Regions from separate parts of the Mus musculus genome. Here all the other regions are linked to region 2. A link is a contact called in public ChIA-PET and HiCAR-type data. All regions are on one chromosome and are shown on one strand. Each heading gives the region's core, a stretch centred on a gene start, on an enhancer-like site or on the middle of the called end of the contact. The rest is flanking DNA. Distances are from core to core; before and after follow the strand shown. Region 1 overlaps Sorl1 (sortilin-related receptor, LDLR class A repeats-containing). Region 2 holds the start of 1700063D05Rik (RIKEN cDNA 1700063D05 gene). Region 3 holds the start of Sorl1 (sortilin-related receptor, LDLR class A repeats-containing).

Evidence for each region. ChIA-PET counts read pairs in DNA pulled down with a chosen protein or histone mark. HiCAR-type assays count read pairs that join an accessible place to other places.
Region 1: an RNA polymerase II ChIA-PET map of memory CD8 T cells shows a contact between it and region 2, with 25 read pairs. The contact joins the enhancer-like site here to the promoter of 1700063D05Rik in region 2. A contact is called at or near these places in 1 of 39 promoter capture datasets (pre-B cells) and 4 of 115 datasets of contacts at active chromatin or transcription factors (double positive thymocytes, embryonic limb bud, large pre-B cells and 1 more).
Region 3: a HiCAR-type map of astrocytes shows a contact between it and region 2, with 2.6 times the contacts expected there. The contact joins the promoter of Sorl1 here to the promoter of 1700063D05Rik in region 2. A contact is called at or near these places in 4 of 39 promoter capture datasets (the 3T3-L1 cell line, hippocampal neurons, liver and 1 more), 2 of 484 Hi-C or Micro-C datasets (both in CD4 T cells) and 1 of 115 datasets of contacts at active chromatin or transcription factors (astrocytes).

What each region holds. Positions count from the first base shown.
Region 1 is chr9:42,030,855-42,034,581 of GRCm38.p6, reverse strand. It overlaps Sorl1 (sortilin-related receptor, LDLR class A repeats-containing), which reads left to right. Exons shown (of 48, transcript NM_011436.4): 19 at 926-1,017; 20 at 2,667-2,913; 21 at 3,565-3,703. It overlaps Gm16214 (predicted gene 16214), which reads right to left. Exons shown (of 5, transcript NR_165259.1): 3 at 2,821-3,265; 4 at 516-1,236. Among named protein-coding and RNA genes, the nearest start is that of Gm16214, 10 kb to the right of the region's middle. Within about 2 kb of position 1,936, at least 41 of the 459 cell types and tissues checked have an H3K27ac peak or open chromatin away from gene starts, as enhancers often do. A contact at or near this core is called in double positive thymocytes and memory CD8 T cells, where this site is marked.
Region 2 is chr9:41,204,384-41,208,078 of GRCm38.p6, reverse strand. 1700063D05Rik (RIKEN cDNA 1700063D05 gene) reads right to left here and starts at 1,924. Exons shown (of 5, transcript NR_040392.1): 1 at 1,750-1,924.
Region 3 is chr9:42,122,741-42,126,445 of GRCm38.p6, reverse strand. It overlaps Sorl1 (sortilin-related receptor, LDLR class A repeats-containing), which reads left to right and starts at 2,149. Exons shown (of 48, transcript NM_011436.4): 1 at 2,149-2,617. The coding sequence starts at 2,333.

The sequences.
Region 1 (3,727 bases), core at 687-3,186, 830 kb before region 2:
TTCTGATTAGCTTTTAGTTTAAAGGAGCCAGGTATGGTGGTGTATTCCTGCAATCCCAGCACTTAGCTGAGGCAGGAGGATCAAGATTTTGAGGGCAGCCTGGGCTACATAGTAAGTTAAAAGACCAGCTGGAGATACACAGAGATCTTGTCTTAAAGCAAACAGAAACCACACAAAGGAAGCAGCTCAGTGGAAAGGAGACAAAGAAACCTGTCCTTCTGCTAAGAACAGGAAGCAAGTCTCTCGATCGATCGTGTGCTTGGGGAGTGGATAACGTGGAGAGGGAAGAGAGTGGGGAAGCTTCTGGGGACTCCCGAGTTGAGCCTGATGCCGGAGGGGAATCCTCTCAGGACCCTGGCAGAAGTGGTTGGCATATAGAGTCGTTCTGTCAGCCCTCCAAATCTGTGGTTTCATATCCACGAATCGAAAATAGTAAAAAACAAAACAAAACAAAACCAAGACAGTACTGAGTGTGCAGACATCTTTTCCTGTTGTTCCATTCCTGAGCAACTCACCTACTACTTAGCACCAGCACTGTCGTGGGAATTACAGGTGATCTAGGGGTGGCTTAGAACAGGCAGGAAGCTGTGTGAGGGTTGTATGCAAGCACTGAAGCGTTCTTGGACTCCAAGGGACCACAACAGTCACCTTTGCGCAAGTTGTCATGCTCCGGGGTTGGCGTCAGAGAGCACACAGCTCTAGCTGCTCCTTCGGCCCACGTGGGAATTATCTCAGCCAGGGACACGATGAGTGCCTTCTGATTGGGAATCAAGGCGGGCTCCCCAGTGGTTCTAGAATGAGACCCGGGAGTAGAGGGCAGGTGTGGAGAGTGTGCCAGAGGCAGGGCCCCTGGAGGGCTTTGGTTTTGTGGGCTTTGTAAGGAATTTAGATCTCTCTCCTTCCCCCACCCCCTTTGTTTTGTCAGGTAGCTAATCCAGATGGTGACTTCCGACTGACAATCGTCAATTCCTCTGTGCTTGATCGACCCAGGGCTTTAGTCCTTGTACCCCAAGAAGGGTAAGTGTTCCTTACGGGGAGTCAGCGTCACGCCCACTGCTGTAAGAGATGCTCATGAAAGTGAAAATGTGAGGCCAGGTTTCTGCTTCTGGTGATCATGGGGGAGATAACCTGTTGACTGAGGCTCTTGAAGCCATAGCTTGCTTGTCGTGGTCCGATAACTCTGTGTGTTTCATTAGAAAGCATCCGACTCTCTTATGGTCTCCAGATGTCTCACATCTGTGGGGTGTTTCAATAGAAAAGGTAACATGAAAGAGAGTCTTTGTAAACCAGTCAGGCCACTGATAAATTGTAAGGATTTTTTTTTTTTTTAATCTCGAGTTCCGTGAATCTCACAAACATTTAATTCGACCAGTCACTCTCACACACAGAACTCCCAGCGTGTGCAAGTTTTCTTACTTAAAATTACTGTGCACTTGGGGTACGCACGACTGCTTTTCACTAACTCCTTCATCACAGCAAAAATTACTAAGAAGGAAATGCTGTGCTAGCTTTTCTTTCTGTGTGTATTTATGATTGAGAATTAACACTATTCTTAAAAGGACACTCTAAAAGAAATCTATGGGCTTGGTTGCAGATATTAAAAGAGAAGACCTTGAAAGGATGCTTAAGTCTGCCCTGTTCTCATTCGTCACCCTTCATCCTCCTACATCCTCGGGATGCAATCACATCACTGTTACGTAATAGTCAGCATTACTCATGCATAATAGCCACAATTAATTTTTTGCTTGCATTATTCAGAGTCTTTTTACTGGTGTTCAATCATGATCATTAAATACAGCGCCCCTTAGTGACACACACGACTTGTCAGATAGAATCAGTCTGTTTGTGATTTCCTGCCAGTCAGCGGACATGCACATTGAGTGACAGCGGCTTATCAGAGCACACACAGCGGTTTAGTTGCTTCGGTAAGAACATGGATGAAAACCGAGGTGGCAGGAAGGAGTTTATTTTGCTCGCAGGTTATACTCCCTCCCTGAGGCAGTCTGAGGTAAGAACTGAAACAGAGACCACACTTACTGGATTGCTCCCAGTGGCTTGCTCAGCCGGCTTCCTGCCCAGGGTGGTACTGCCCACAGAGGTTTGGACCCTCCTGTATCAATCATGAATCCAACAACAACAACAACAACAACAACAACAACAACAACAACAACAACAACTGGCCCACAGATTTTCTCCAGGCCAGTCTGATAAAGGCAGTTCCTTAATTGAAGTTTCTCCTTCTGAGGTGACTCTAGTTTGTGTCATTGTCAAAAACTAAGTAGCACATACAATAGATAGATTTCAAACTATTTTGGATACAATATTCTGGGGGCATTGCAGTAGGTATATTCTATTGTATAATACTACATATCACTTCCTCTGCCAATTAGCATTTAGATTAGCATGCATATATGTGGATCTCTTTGTATAGTATTGGAATAATGTGATTATAGGCAGACTTCAGTAGGTGAATTTTTGAGTCAAGTTCAACTACATTTCTGAATGAATCTCAAATATAGATGGTAGTAATAATGAGTGACTGCATGTCAAATATAGACAGGCAGTAGTGATAATGATGGCTTTGAGAGGTTACTTACCTCTGAGACGTAGAATCAAGGCTGGCCTGTGTCGTTCTGATGAGATTGTGTGGTCCCTGTATTGACCAGGGTGATGTTCTGGACTGACTGGGGGGACCTGAAGCCTGGGATTTACCGGAGCTACATGGACGGCTCTGCTGCCTACCGCCTTGTGTCAGAGGACGTGAAGTGGCCCAATGGCATCTCTGTGGACAGCCAGTGGATCTACTGGACGGATGCTTACCTGGACTGTATCGAGCGCATCACTTTCAGTGGCCAGCAGCGTTCAGTCATCCTTGACAGCCTCCCACACCCCTATGCCATCGCTGTCTTTAAGGCGAGTCCTCACGCGCAGTCTGCCAGAGACGGGGAAGCACGTGGCTAGGCGGAGAGCTGAGGCCTGTTGGGCTGTTGCAGTTGGCCAGAGGCCTTAAAAACGCCGTGCCTTCAAATCTGCACAGACTTGTTTGCATCCTTCATGGAGAGATGTAGGCTTCTACCACTGCTTACGTTTCAAAAGGTTGGAGGTTGAGGTCTCCTCCTCTGAGTGAATCTCTTTCCTTTTCAGGGCCTGTGGCCTTGTTTCAGTTTCGCATCTTCATCCCTTGCTTCTCTCCCTGCTGACTGATGCTGTGTGCCATCTATATAACCTTCCAGTCGTTCTCACCCTAGGGAGCAAATGCATCTACCTAGAATGGAGAAACATATTTCAAAACTAAGTCACCCTCCCTCTCCCCCCCATCCCCCACACACACCATGGTCCAACTAAATGAGTACTAGATAGCCTTTTCTAGGTCATTTCTTCCTGAGGGCCGTTGGTGAGGTTTCAATAAAACCACTGACATTTGCACTTAAGTGAAACTTTGACTCGGCCTGTTATTCAGTAATTATCTGTTGTCCCTGCGTAGTGGTGGGATGGAGTGCCCCTTGTCTTCATGAAGTGTCCCGAAAGCAGGACCATTGAACTAGATTAAACATTTCTCTTTAGAATGAGATCTACTGGGATGACTGGTCACAGCTCAGCATCTTCAGAGCTTCGAAGCACAGCAGATCCCAGGTGGAGATTCTAGCAAGCCAGCTCACGGGCCTCATGGACATGAAGGTTTTCTACAAGGGAAAGAATGCTGGTAAGGCCGTGTCCCCTTCTCTCT
Region 2 (3,695 bases), core at 675-3,174:
TTCATGGTAACTTGGAAGCTCTGTTATAAACTGCAGGTAACACTTTGCCCACTAGATGGCAGCGCAGCGCTGTCGTTACTTCCTGACAGGCTACCTTTGCTGTCTACGCATTTGCCTTACATAAAACGCCCAGTAAATCTTTCAAAAAAAAAAAAAAGCCAGTCTTCTTTAAATCTCCCTAAGAATATTTCAACCCAAGATACTGTACACCTCTTCCTAGAAATGACTTTCTACTGTAGCTGTTTGGGTGACTTTTTATAATTATGCTATATATTAATAGCACGAAACCCTATAACCTAGCTATTCTGAGGGATGGTTAGACATTGTGAAGAAAGAAGACAAAGGAGTCCTAAAGGCTCATTTTTGCCGTTTCGAAGGTCGTCACCACCACCTGACCGAGACGTGGGCATGCGCAGTTTCGGTTCTGAGTGTGTCTTAAGCGGACGCACAGAGTGACGTAACTCCTTAAAGAGAAGCAACGACGAGCTCAGCGCTGCCACCCAGTGGCGCCAGCAGCTCTTCATTTCCAGGCTTGTATAAACCAGACTTAGTCCTGTGGAGCATCTGGTCCACAAATCCTCTCAAAGGATCAAATCCTCTCTTCACAGTCCGTGTGTCCTTTTGGCGACACGGTGAGAACTCCTCACCTCCGCCTCCCCAGGAGTTGTCTGTGTCTAACATCAAGGCCCTCTCTTTTTCCTGACAATGACGCGTTCCGGAAGGAATCCTGGGCAGCCTTGGGTTTTCTCTCTAGAGCTCCCAGGCACTGGTCCTCCAGCTGGAAGCCTGGGGTTCAAGGGAAAGCTTTGAAGAAGGAAGCAGACATGTTCTCTCTAAGCAAGAGCAGCACAATTTTCTAGGGGAGGGCCCAGTCACAGTTGCACACAGACTGAATGCTTAGAATTGGGTTTATGTGACAGTAAAAGAATAAATTGTACCTAACGAATGAATCCCATCTGGCAAAACAACGGAGTTCTCTTCTCTTAGTTATTTACAAAATAAAACAACAACAACAAACGGGGGCTGGGGCGTATTTCCAGCACAGAAATATTCCCAGGACAGCCCTGCAATGCAGTCGCTATACAACATCAGCAAAATGTCCAGGAGTGCTGTGCCCTTTCTAATGCTCCGCTGTCTGCTAGGGCACCCCAGGACCTTCTGCTCAGAAGGGAGAGAATTCCCTTGAATCGCATCTCTGGAGTTCTCCTTTTCTCAGTTGCCCCTCCCACCCCCTACTGTACATCCCTAATACAGTCATTCTCTCCCTCTGCTCTCTCCAATGTCTACCTTGAGTAGCTCTCTCCCTCTTTGTCCTCGGCAATTAGACGCGGGGGCGGCAGTAATGACGTTCTACGATGCCTTATGACACGGGTCTTTCTCCCATTTCATTGACTCCCAAATTTGCTCATCTATTGAAATCACTGGGACGCCTGGTGTGGAGAAACTTAACTATAATCCCAGGACTTGGGATGCTGGGGCTGAAGGATCAAGTTTAAGGCCAGAGTGGACTAACATTGTGACACACAGTTTCATAAAGAGCAGAGCAGGGTTAAAAGGCTGAAAATAAAAAACAAACCAAGGATTAAGTCAACGCTGGGAAATCGCTCCTCTGCCCATGCTACCCAGCATTCATGCAAATCATCTTCCACCCATCTTCCACGCTTGGGACAGCCCCGCCTAAATAGACGGGCATCTCCATTTCTTCCTCCTGTACATAAAGTGAGTTATTAGCCTGTAACCTAAACTCACTTCAGCTCAAACACTGTCCAAACTCTTCAAACATTGACATCATATAGAAACACAGCTTCTCCTCTGAAAGCCCAGATCTCCTTACGGGAGGTCGAGTTGCTGGGTTTTATAATAACCTAGGGAGGAGCATCTTGTTTTAACTGCAGGGACCCAAGCAAGACAACAAACTACAACTAAGGACCTTCTTGATTGTGACCCAGTCTCACAGAATCTGGAATTTTCAGTGCAGCCTGATAGCTAAACTCCTCTATGATGCAGCCATTGAGGGAAACAGAATAAAAGCCGTTAGACTGGACTCCTAAGAGTCCTTGGGCCCTGGATTTCCTACAGCAGATGCTTAGCTCTTTAAGACTGTAAGGTTAGACTACATCCTGGCTCAGGCCAATTCAGGGACACTGGCAGGCACCCTGCTGGGACACTGTTTGTGAATTCTAAGCTAGCTGGGCTTTCCTTGAGGCACCTCACCTGGGAAGTAAGTTTATATCAAAAGTTGTGCCAATCCTTTTCACCATCTCTTTCCCAGGCTCCTACCTGGGTACCAAGCAGCCTGGCTGCAGGCTCTTGGTGTGAACTTTCCACATCCCCAAGAGCTGAAAGAAGTGGATTCTACCAAGTGGGCTCTGCTTCTCTTCAGAGACCCCACTATGCTGTTTATCCCTGATGCTGGGACATGAACTCTCTCAGAAGCCCCTGCCTTGCTGCCACCCTCTGTCTGTCCATGGTGCTAGTAACAATCATAGTAAATGTGTTAGCCCCTAATCTGCTTCAGTGTCCTGAGCCCACCCCCACCCCCGCATCCAGAGTCACAGCCTCCATCCCTGCCCCAGCTCTCCCTCAATAAAGCCTGTTCTCCACAAGGGGGCAGAGTTTGAACCCAAATCTTGGGTCTTGCCGGTGCCCACCTGCTTGGCTTCTCACATTCTTAGAGATTATTCCCTGGATCCCTTTGTGTCAGCTCACTAATGCTGTTATTCTTGGTCAAAGAGTCCTCTAAACCAACCCCGAGACCATGTATGGCTTACATGTTCCACTAGGCCTCAGACACAAGGAGCAACTAGTACAAGACTCCTTTCTCACAGATTGCAGAGCTTGCTGTAGACCTTTGCCAGACTTACCCTATATCAGCACCAGCTAACCCTGAAGTTACCCTGCAATATTACTGTGTAGTGACAACTGGAGTCCCAGTCAGTGTTCTGCGTAACGTTCTGTTGCTGTGATAGACACCAGGACCAAAAATGAGTTGGGGAGGAAAGGGTTTATTTTAACTTGTAGGTCACTGTCCATCATCAAAAGGACAGATGTTGCCGGTGGGACTGAAGCAGAAGCCGAGAAAGCAGTGCTCCACCATCTCAACCCCAGGCTCATCTTCAACTACATTTCCCATACAGCCAAGCTTCTTATCCTAGAATCACCCAGTTCTTTCTTTCTTTCTTTCTTTCTTTCTTTCTTTCTTTCTTTCTTTCTTTCTTTCTTTCTTTCTTTCTTTCTAAGATTTTATTATTATATCTAAGTACACTGTAGCTGTCTTCAGACACACCAGAAGAGGGCATCAGATCTCATTACGGGTGGTTGTGAGCCACCATGTGGTTGCTGGGATTTGAACTCAGGACCTTCGGAAGAGCAGTCAGTGCTCTTAACCACTGAGCCATCTCTCCAGCCCCCATCCAGTACTTCCACTGTTACGATGTTCAGGTTGGTCTGGTGCTGCTATGTATTCAGATGCTAAATACTGGCCCCCAAGACCTGGTTGCTCTCAATGAGCAGATCCTTATGTCCACCAAGTGATGCTCTGTAAACTCTGCTTATTTGCTTATATGTAAACTTTTGTTTTATTCTCTGACTAGTTAGAGAAATGGCTGAGGAGATTCTCTGGGGAGAATAGAGGTAGTCGGGGTTTTGATTACCAGGCAGAGAGTCGCAGGTTGGAACCACAAGGAGAGAGAAGA
Region 3 (3,705 bases), core at 900-3,399, 920 kb before region 2:
GCCTTAAAAAAATTCAGTGTGCTTTCTTTCTCCTGTGCCCCATGGTTCTGCAGCCCACGGTCTCCCCGAGAGCCGACTATCCACCTAAGAATGGCTTAGAATGTAGATAATGATTAGAGAGGAAGGCATTCGAGGAGTAAATTAACCGTGTTCAAGCATTCTTGCCAGTTTTATAGCATTGAAATTACAAATCCAAATCAAAATGAGCAAGTAGCTGGTCCTGCCCTACTAATCCTTCCACGCAAATTGCCACCTGAAGCTGAAGCCAGCAGTTCACAGGGGCAGACCGCTTTGTCTTCCACACAACAACTAGAAGCCGCTTGGGGTTGTTTTCTGCTGAGAGCCTAACTCATCGAAGATGGTTCTCATTAAAGATAGCCTGACAAACAACCGATGATCAAATCTCATGCAGGGTGTTCTGACTGTAGGCTGTTCCTTTAGTCTTCTCCTGGGAGTCAAAGATGGCAGAGGTGCTGATGGTTCAGTGGCTGTGAGTTAGGTGGCTCAACAATCATCTGAGTTGGGGAGGGAAAGGGTTGTGGGAGGGTGGGAGGCTGCAGAACCTCAGCTGGGGCGGGTTGAGGGAGATGAAGGGATGCTGGCATTCTTTCACAGGTGATAGTCATATTTTGAGCTCATAGTTACAGAGGCTGGGAGGGAAGTCTGTGAGCATGGCGTTGGCACCTTCTCAGCTTCCAGCAAGAGCCGGATGCTGCTTCAGCTCATAGGAGGTCTAGCTGTTTTAGAGATAAAACAAGGAGGGCTCCTTGCTTTATGAGAACTGCTTTAGGCGGAGCTAAAGTTCAACTGCTCTACCCACTGTTCTTGGGAGAACAAACTTACTCCACTGAGAAAGGCCCGGTTCCTCTCAATAGCATAATCAACCCTTAAAGGCACCCACCACAATGGCAATACACTTCAACCCAGGGACAAACCCAGTTCAGATCATGACAGGTTCTGGCGGGTTGCCCAAAGCGGTATAGATTGGAGGGAGGGAGGAACGAAGGAACTAGATTAGGCTAACTAGACTGAAGTTGAATGGCAAGTAAACAAGAGACAGAACCAAGCTCCGGGCTTGCTGAAGTGGCAGAAAGGTGTGTGTGTGTGTGTGTGTGTGTGTGTGTGTGTGTGTGTGTGTGTGTGTGTGTGTGTGTGTGTGTGTGTGTGAGAGAGAGAGAGAGAGAGAGAGAGAGAGAGAGAGAGAGAGAGAGAGAGAGAGAGATCGAGAGAGATCACCTTCCCTTCTCTAAACCAATGGACGGCTTTGAGTCATCCCAATAACCAGGACTGGAGTCTGGAGAGACCTAGGATGAAATACAGGTTAATACTTAACTGCTCCCACCAGCTGGGGGAAAAATGTATAAAAGCGGTTACAATCTGGCTCTTGGAGCTGATTTTAAGGTGCATTGAAAGTGCACCCCGTCTTTGGGCATCTGATTCCTCCAGTACATGAGCAGTCTTTACAGCCTTTACAACTAATGGTGTTTGGTTGAAACACACATCTTAGCTCTGAGAGTGGCTCAATGCTGGAACATCTTAAGGGACCAAAGCAGGAGGCTGGTAGGGCCCTGGGCCATGCCTAGTGTAGTTGTCCAGGTGGAGCAAGTATAGCCTAGGTTTTACTGCTTCTGGGCAGGGTGTTTGTCTGCTATACTCTGCTGGACGCAGGGGCAGTTAGTTCAGCTTGATCAAAGGTAGTTTGAGCTGTAGCCATTTCAAGCGCATTTCTGGTAGTTGAAACCACGTAAGTTTCACAAACCAGCAGGTTCATCTTGACTTACTTTGTTGGTGTGCTAAGGGCCAGTTCTGTGGTTTGCTTTCCATTGGAGGTGAACATGAGGCCAAGGCCCAGGAAGGTGGTTGAGTGGCTGCACAAGGTGCAGAGACTGATGGCAGTTTGGGGCGACCAGGGTACCCCAGGAGCCCATGGAGTAGCTAACTCAACCCGGGGAAATAGAGCACGGCGCCCACGCAACTCTTCACTGCGGTAGGGAGGGCGAGGTGTGCGCGAAGGGGACCACGGTGCCCTCAGGCGGGCGCTCCCTGCCTTGACTTCCCCATCCCAGGGGGCGGGGCCGCAGTCGCAGCGAGCGGAGAAAGTGCGCGAAGGGGGACGCGCTGCGAGCTCACACGTGACGGCACGGCGCCGAGCGAGCGGGACCCGGCGGCGGCGGTGGCCGTGGCTGCGGTGGCGGGCGCAGCGGAGCGGCCCGGGCGGCTTGGAGCCCCGGGAGCGGCGCGCGCGGCCCCGGCCCTGGCCCCGCGCTGTCCCGGCGCGCGCTGCACATTCTCTCCTGGCGGCGGCGCCACCTGCGGGAGCGTTCGCCCGAACATGGCGACACGGAGCAGCAGGAGGGAGTCGAGACTCCCTTTCCTATTCGCCCTGGTCGCGCTGCTACCCCGCGGGGCTCTCGGCGGGGGCTGGACGCAGAGATTGCACGGTGGCCCGGCGCCCTTGCCCCAGGACCGGGGCTTCTTCGTGGTGCAGGGCGACCCGCGCGATCTCCGGCTAGGAACGCACGGGGATGCCCCGGGGGCGAGCCCGGCGGCCAGGAAGCCACTCAGGACCCGGCGGAGCGCTGCTCTGCAGCCCCAGCCTATCCAGGTGTATGGACAGGTGAGCACTTCTGCAAGCCACCTCCTTCCAGCCCCTTTCTCTCCCACCACTTCCTCACCCCCGCACCCATCCTTTGCAGTCGCTTCCCAGGTGCTGGCTCCGCTTGGGGACTTCCCGGCTGGCATGTTTGTTTCATTTCTTTTTCTTCTCCTTTCCCCCTGTACATCACATGAGTACAGCCGTCAGCACTCTGGTCGCATAGATCTTTTTTCTTTTTCCTCCTTTCTGTCGATTTTAGCAGATGTGTTCCAGGTAACTGGAAGGGTGCAGAGCCTCTCTTCCCTAGCCTGTATGCAGACAGACTAGGGTAGTTTCTGGCAGGATTTTGAGGGGTACAGCATAAATTTTACATCTGGATAAAAACGGGCATAACCCCCCTCCCTTCCACCCCAACTCCCGTACCATCCTTTGGCAGCGGGAGCGAGAATCCTGCAGTTGTAAAGCACTTAAGCAGAATTGCAGAGGAGGGCATGCCATGTTTATTCTCATGAACCCCAGTAAAGGTGGGCAACTCTCAAAGCGCTACGAATGCCCCTTGTGTACCCAGTAGACATATGTGTGCGTGTGAGCTCGTGAATATCTGCGTGTAAGGCTGGATTCTCTTCGTTGGGAGTACAGCACATCAATCCGTCCCCTTTCCATCCCAGCCCTTCAAGGTGATGGCTTTATTTTAGATAGAAACTATCTCTTATGACACTTGGGATTTGAGACTACTGCAAGAAATTTGCTGGGCTTAATATTCATTAAAGGATTTATTTCTATCCAGGCAATGGGTTTATTAGGTCATAAGTAACACACATTTCACTCATGGCCCCCACTGACTGCTGGGTTGCCAAGTTGAATTTGTCCCCCTTCGTATCAGCGCTGGTGGAATCAATTTGCCCGTATTATTGTCTACTCAGAGACTCCCAGTCCTTCAGTTAAGATTGACATCAGCAAAACTAGAAGGTCGGTGGGAGAGAAATGGTGGGCCTGATGGAGCTGACCAACACAACCATGTCCCAGAGCGACTGTTGCTTTCTAAAGTACAAATTAAGTGATTAGCTGGGGGTTCTGCCTTTCTTCACTGATTTTGGCTATAGCAAAGT